Regions from separate parts of the Rattus norvegicus genome. Here region 2 is linked to region 1. The links are chromatin contacts, called in public Hi-C maps. All regions are on one chromosome and are shown on one strand. The core of a region is the stretch at or near the end of the contact, and the rest is flanking DNA. Distances in the headings are between cores, read along the strand shown.

Region 1 (3,296 bases), core at 334-2,833:
AGCCCGGTCCACTTGCATGTTTCTGAACCAGTCACGACAGCCAAGGTACTAGGATGGTCTGATTGGCCAAATCTGGGTCACTCAACCCCCTGGAGTCCTGAAAGGGTTCTAAGTCACCCAAAACCCAAGGACAAGGTGATTGACAAGGAGGGAAACAATTCTCCCCAGATTAGAATGCTTGTATCACAAGAAGAGGTCCTGCTTTCCAGACGGTCCGAAAGAATACAGAGCTCACAAGAGTGCATCAGCAAATGTAGGTGGTATGTTTATGTTAGGTGAGCTGTAAGTGGCAGAGTCGTGGTCCATGTTATTGATGCTAACCTTGTCCTCCTGTTAGGAAAGAAACAGGGAAGTCCTCAGGAACCTGACAGACGCTATCATAGCTTCTTTGACCTTTACAGGACCTGGAGACTGACTGCACTCTCACTCCCGCCCAATCCTCAACCTAAAAGAGGTTTCACATTCTTTGTAACCTGCAAACATTTCAGACAAATCCATCCCCTCTTCTTGCAGGAACTATGGCTACTGCACCCCATTGTCATACAGAGCTTGCCTCACTTAGGCCTTTCTGAGTCTTACTGCTCTTGAGTGTCATCCCTGTGTAGCCTCACACAGTATGTAGTATCCTTGTCTCCCAGGTGGTGAGTATTTGTTGCTTATTTTTCCAGTGCCTAGTGTCTTGTGTTACTTACGGCAGGGAAACCTCTTCTTCAGCATGGGGTAGCTAGCCAGTGATCGCATCAAGCCTTCAGCTGACTTTCCAGAAGACCTTTCTTTAGGTTATCTCCTGCGGGCCCTAACTAAATTATGCTAAGCTTCAGAGGCTAGGAGTTCCTGAACGTAGGCTAGAGACCACCACACACACCTAGCTCCAGACCCTCTCCTTGGATCTCCTTTCCTTTAATGGGAAGTCCAACCAGTCCTCATAAGGTCTTTCTCATTAATACTTTCTCTACAGTCTGGCACATAGTAGGCTTTCAATCAACATCCTTGGCAAGAAAAACAAAACAACTCTATGTTCAAAATCAGGCAGTGAAAGAACACTTTGGTCTACCTAAAAATCTCGGTTTAACTTAGAATCAAAATGAGCCACTCAGAAAATCCAAGAATGGAAAATTTATTTCATGCTGGGCTTTACTGAGGAAATAAATCCTAGAGATCAGAAAGCCATGGTTTCCAATGTCCATGTTAGTGAAATATCAACATGGCCTCTAAAAAAAAAAAGAATAGGCTTCATTTTGTGCTTAGATTTTTCAATGAGGTTCCTGTTTTTCTCAGAAATCTCAACCCCTGCTGGGTAATTGCACAACTCCTGACTTTGCTCAGCCCGTGTAGTCTTGGCACGATCAACATTTCTTGGTACATGCTGTAGGCAAGAGTTTTATGAGGCTTGATTCTTGTCTTGGCTTCATTTGATCATGTGTATCTGTAACTCAGCGCACAGATGAAAGCAGACAGCACCTCTCAGCACCCAGAGGGGCGAGTGCCACAGAAAACGATAACACGTTTCTCGTCCACACACCTACAGGAATGCAGAGAGCTTTCCAGCAGCCACGCTCTGGCACGTACTGCGCCGTCAGCACGCTGTTGGAAGGGGCTGGGTCCTCTCCTGAAGAATCATTTACAATTTACAGAAGCTTACACAAGTTGAGCATAGCCCGCAGAAAGGAGAAGGGACAGAAGAGCCCTCTCAGAGCTCCTTGTTGGAGTTCCTATACCAGCCACAGGATCTCAGAGAGGGCGCGTTTTGAGCAACTTCTCTCCAGAACCCCGTGCTAGAGCACAGGGGCAGAACTGAGATTACTGGAAGACCACGGTTTTTATCCTTCAGGCTAAAAAAAGATGAAAAGGTTTTTTGTTATTGTTGTTGTTGTTGAAGGCACTGAGTTGGCAAGGGTTTATAGAATTCTTGTACACTGTTAGGGAAAGTGAACATTGGTACGATTTTTTCAGAAGATGAGCTGACTAATATTTGACACTATATTAAGTGTGCATCCCTGTGGCCTAGCCATTTCCTGTTGAGTTTTCTCCATGGAGTTCTTACCTGCATTCCTCACAGAATTATTTATAACAGACAACTAATTAAAAAAAAAAAACAAATCGAAAGAGGGTAAAACATTTTTAGTACAAACACACAAGAGAATACTATTCTTCTGTCTTATACATACAATGGTCCCCCTTCATCCAAAGGGGTTATATTCTAAGGCTTCAGTGGATGCCTGAACCTGTGGCTCATTTCTGAATTCTATGTATACCGTGCCTCACACATACCAGAGCACTGCTACACAGTTTCAGAGTCAATCCACCCTTTCGTGTGCTATGATCTGATACTTCCTTTGCAGCACTCTTTTGCTAGCTGAGGCCATACTTAACTTTAAAATAAGGCTTATCTGAATGTAAGCACTGTTGCATGGTTACAGTGAACCTGATAGCCACGAAAAGTGCAAGGTAGCTAACAAGAGGGTAACATATACAGTGTAGATACACTAGACAAGGGGATGAGTCATATCCCTAGCAGGACAAAGTGAGATAGCAAGGTTTCACGTTACTTAGAAGGTGACACAAGTTACAGCTCATGGATTTGAGCATTTGTGAAAGTTTCCATTTCTATTTCAGACCATGGTTAACCATGGGTACCTAAAAGCACAGAGTGAAACTCCAGATGTGGCGGAACTATGGCTTATGACAAGGGAATAGTGTCAGTGTCCCTCAACACAGTCATTTCTGGAGGCAAGACTTCTAACCCCAAAACACCATTGAACATTCTGGAGAGCACAGAGCAGCCCTCTACAGTGACAGGAAAGAAGTATCCCAAACAATCCGTTGTCAATGCTCAGATAAGAGATCCTTCTAGAGAAAACTTTCAAGTTTCCATAAAGAAAAGCAGTAGCTGCCTGTGAGAGAGGAGGTTGGGTGTGACCCTTTCACCTGGAGGTGGGGGTGGGGTTATGTGTGCAGATTCTCCATATGTATTTTTAAAGTTGGTTTTAAGCAGTTTTCAAATGTGCATTCTTGACTTTTCTCCTGCTGGGTGTCAGGTGGGAGACGGTCCCATAGCAGGCATGTGTTTATCTTGCCTCACATCCCTTCCTTGCTAAGAGTAAAGAGAAGCAGGGAATGAGGTGGAATTGAGAGGAACAAACTGGAAATTCACACATTTCTGGGCCATTTCTGTCACCGGGAGAGAGAAGCATCCTGTTTCTCTCTTTGTTCATTCCGAAAGTAGATATAGACGAGCAAAGCATGTAGATTTCGCTGCCTGCCTCTCCTCACGCTGACTTCAGAGCTTGGAGACC
Region 2 (3,296 bases), core at 431-2,930, 140 kb after region 1:
AGTGGCAGCCTAGAGGTCGTGTGCCCAGGCCTGCTGGTGTTCAGTACGCTGCAGTAACAGGAGGAGAGACACCTGGAGTGTAAACACTTTATTAAGAATTTAAACAAGTTAGAACAAAAGTATCCCACACCTCTCATTGAGAATTCCTGAGTATCAGGGTGACATTTCACAGCTCCACTTAAGACATAAGATGGTCGAGGGTGAAACAAAGACGCAGCCCTGTATTTCACTGACGTTCCTTTAAGTCAAACACATATGTGAAGTGTCAGGTCACATTTTCCTGCTTCCAGCTTATGTACATGTAGGGTTGTGCTGAAACTTCCATTATTCCGAAGGATGACAGAAGAGGTACGTTTGATCCAGATGCTCAGTTCCTATTATACTGTAGGCCTTTGAAATATTAAGGCTGAACAGAGAAGTTGTGAAAGGGACAGGAAGAAGTAGGGACAGTGGCAACCATGGCATGCATGGCCGCTTTCTGCCTCTGCCATTACTTGGAGAGACTGCTTTTCGGGCAGCAGGTGGTGTGACTGCAAAGAGATCACACACTTGTCAGTAACTATGTAGGATTTTTGGCACGGTTAGAACCTAGAATTACAGTTAGGCTGGCTAACAAAATGTCACCAACCAAAGTTTTGGAAAATAGTTTTTCCACCTAGTAACCCTTCTTGATTCTCCTTTCAGTCTTGTCTTACATAAATCATAGCAGTAAACATAGAACTTTCACCCCCAAAAGCAGCACTCACTCCACAGCAAGCTAACGGACTCCTGAAAGTAAAGCAGATTACAGCAGCATCCCTTCAAAGGAGAGCAAATCAGATGTCCCCCAGAGAGCTCATCTCTCTGGCAAAGGAAACTCATGTGGACCCGTTCATTCCTTGTTTCCCTAGGGAGAAGTCTGAGAAAATGAAGGCAATTTCATTGGTGGTACCAGGTAAATACCACTAAGCCCCACTAAGCAGAGGATTAGAAGCCTCAACGTTTCCAATTTTGCTAAGAAAATCTCAGACATTTCAAAATGTCTTTTTCTGTAGTAGTAGTTTAGAACAAAAGTATATTTAATTACATTTTTGTTTTTAAATCTCTCTCAAAAAATGTCTTCATAGGTTGCAAAACTTAGAAATAAGACAGGAACTTTCCAGAGGGTGTGCTCTGGAGCCAGCTGTCCCTCTGCAGGAGCCTGACTGTGCCAGCCCCGGCTCCCTCTCCTGCTGTGCTGGCTGCTGAGGCCATAGGGGCTGCAGAGACTCTAGAAGCTGACAAGTTTCCAATGCGGAAGCTACAGAGAATAATCTCAAGGGAAAATCATCCTCTGGGGAAAGGCAGAGGATCATCACCAAAGGTATGTCATCCAACAGTTAATTTGGTTCTATTATCAGATTAAGAGTTCTTTAGGGAACTGCAGCTTGCTTTAAATTAGATGGGGGGAAGCTCATCTGGCTAAGTTTATATATGAGACACTCTCACATAAAAAGAAAGACACAGAAGACAAAACGTCCTTAATTTGGGGCAGGATATATTCCAACTTGAGGGAAAGGTGAAGGCCAATCAAGACATTTCCAGAGAGTTCAGCATGCCTCTCCTCTGGACAGGACAGGAAGGGTCTGTCCTGCCTTGCTGGACTCTCCTGGCCCGGCGGCCGCACACTGGGCGATGGCAGGCAGCTGCAGTGGCTGAGCTGGCAGTGCTCCTAAGGCTCCGAGTGTTTGTCAACACAGCAGGTTAAAAGTCCGCAGACACTGGGCGGAGCAGCAGTAGGCCACGAAGCCAATACTTGTCCTCCTGGGGGTTGGGGGAGACAGAGGGAGAGAGGAGTGCTGTTACTCAGGAGTGAAGCCTCTGGCTCTTCCGACTGGAGACACTTCTTTGTCAAAACAAGTGACTAGAATGAATAGCAGATTGCATTGTAGAAACAGTAAGATGCCATTTTCAATCGAGCCCAGGCTGCAGGTAAGGCAAGTGTGAGCATGTGTGCTCCCTCCATTAGTGGGGTTTGGTGACAACCATCTCTGTCACAACAGCTAAGCGTTTTCATCTTCTACAGGGCAAAGAATATGAAGTACATTATAAAAATCACAGCTAAGAATAATTTTTCACATCTACATTTCCAGTACCTGGAGGCTGAGGCAGGAGGTTTGCTATGAGTTCCAGAGTCAGACCCTCTCTCAGAACAACAACAACAACAACAACAACAACAACAACAACAAAACATAAAAAGAAAATGAAAAGCACCACCAATTTAGCTATAAAACATACATTCTGCAGAGCTTAAGTACTACCTACCATCTGAAGGACTTTATCCTAACACATTCACAGAGTGCTCACAGAATAATTTCAGAATGCTTACAAATCCCTTACATAATGGAGAAGCCCTTCTCCTGCTTGGGCACCTTTGTAGGGTGAGTCAAGAGTTCCCTGGGGCTCCTCACGTACTCTGGACAGCACAGGCTCTCAGAGGGTCTCCTTCCCACCCAGAGGACCATCGTCTGGTGTGGGAAGAGTGGTTTCCTGTTTTCACAGGCCTGCTTGTGCTGACTGCCTTATCTCTGCCTTTCTCCTTGGAAGCTGCACTGTTGATCACATGCTCTCAAAATGTCGGATGGAAAGGAGCAAGGAGTTGGAACACTCAAAAGCTACAACATCATGGTGTTCAAGGTCTGTGGGGCGAGATGGCCAATTCTGATTGAACAGAATTAAACCCAACCAAACTAAGCAACCGAAACTCAGATATGCTTAGCTTCTTCCAATCTCAGTTCAAGACACGGTGAGAGAATTTCGATGGAGACCCTTAATGAATCATTTTCTCACGAGCCGAAAGACATGGCTAAAGCCCAAATATAGAGATAGCAAATCATGTACCAGATAAAGGTATCTTGATTTTTCATATGTGTAAGTGCGTGTAGTGTGGGTGCCTGTTTGAATGTGCATGTGTGTGCATAAATGTGGGGGGCCAGATGCTTCTTGTCCTGTATAATGAGGCAGGAGTTCTGGCTTGCTCTGGGATCACATTTCCAATTCCTGCACTAGAATCACAGACAGGTTGGTATATGTTGGTGCTGGGGACCCCAACTCCAGTTGACGTACCTGTAATCTATCACTGCTCAGCTCTGGGACAATGACCACATAAAGGTCTTTAGGCAAGGCAGAGGCTCGGGTTGATGAGGACAGAAACGTAAGGCTTTGGGCAGAACTAATCTGAGAGTCTTGAGCCTCTAGAGATCCCTTCATGCTGGAACCCAATCCCTTATCTCCTAAGAACATTGATGTTCTCTTACATAAAAAGGTTTCAAAGTCAC

Evidence for each region. A called contact is a pair of places that touch in the nucleus more often than the background predicts.
Region 2: a contact with region 1 is called in a Hi-C map of liver, with 2.4 times the contacts expected there. The contact joins two enhancer-like sites. A contact is called at or near these places in 1 of 12 Hi-C or Micro-C datasets (liver) and 1 of 1 datasets of contacts at active chromatin or transcription factors (oligodendrocytes).

What each region holds. Positions count from the first base shown.
Region 1 is chr1:130,398,383-130,401,678 of GRCr8, forward strand. No RefSeq gene overlaps it. Among named protein-coding and RNA genes, the nearest start is that of Mef2a, 7.9 kb to the left of the region's middle. Within about 2 kb of position 1,584, at least 12 of the 93 cell types and tissues checked have an H3K27ac peak or open chromatin away from gene starts, as enhancers often do. A contact at or near this core is called in liver, where this site is marked.
Region 2 is chr1:130,537,856-130,541,151 of GRCr8, forward strand. Lrrc28 (leucine rich repeat containing 28) reads right to left here. Exons shown (of 10, transcript NM_001108486.1): 10 at 75-1,782. The coding sequence ends at 1,710. Among named protein-coding and RNA genes, the nearest start is that of Lrrc28, 120 kb to the right of the region's middle. Within about 2 kb of position 1,681, at least 6 of the 93 cell types and tissues checked have an H3K27ac peak or open chromatin away from gene starts, as enhancers often do. A contact at or near this core is called in liver, where this site is marked.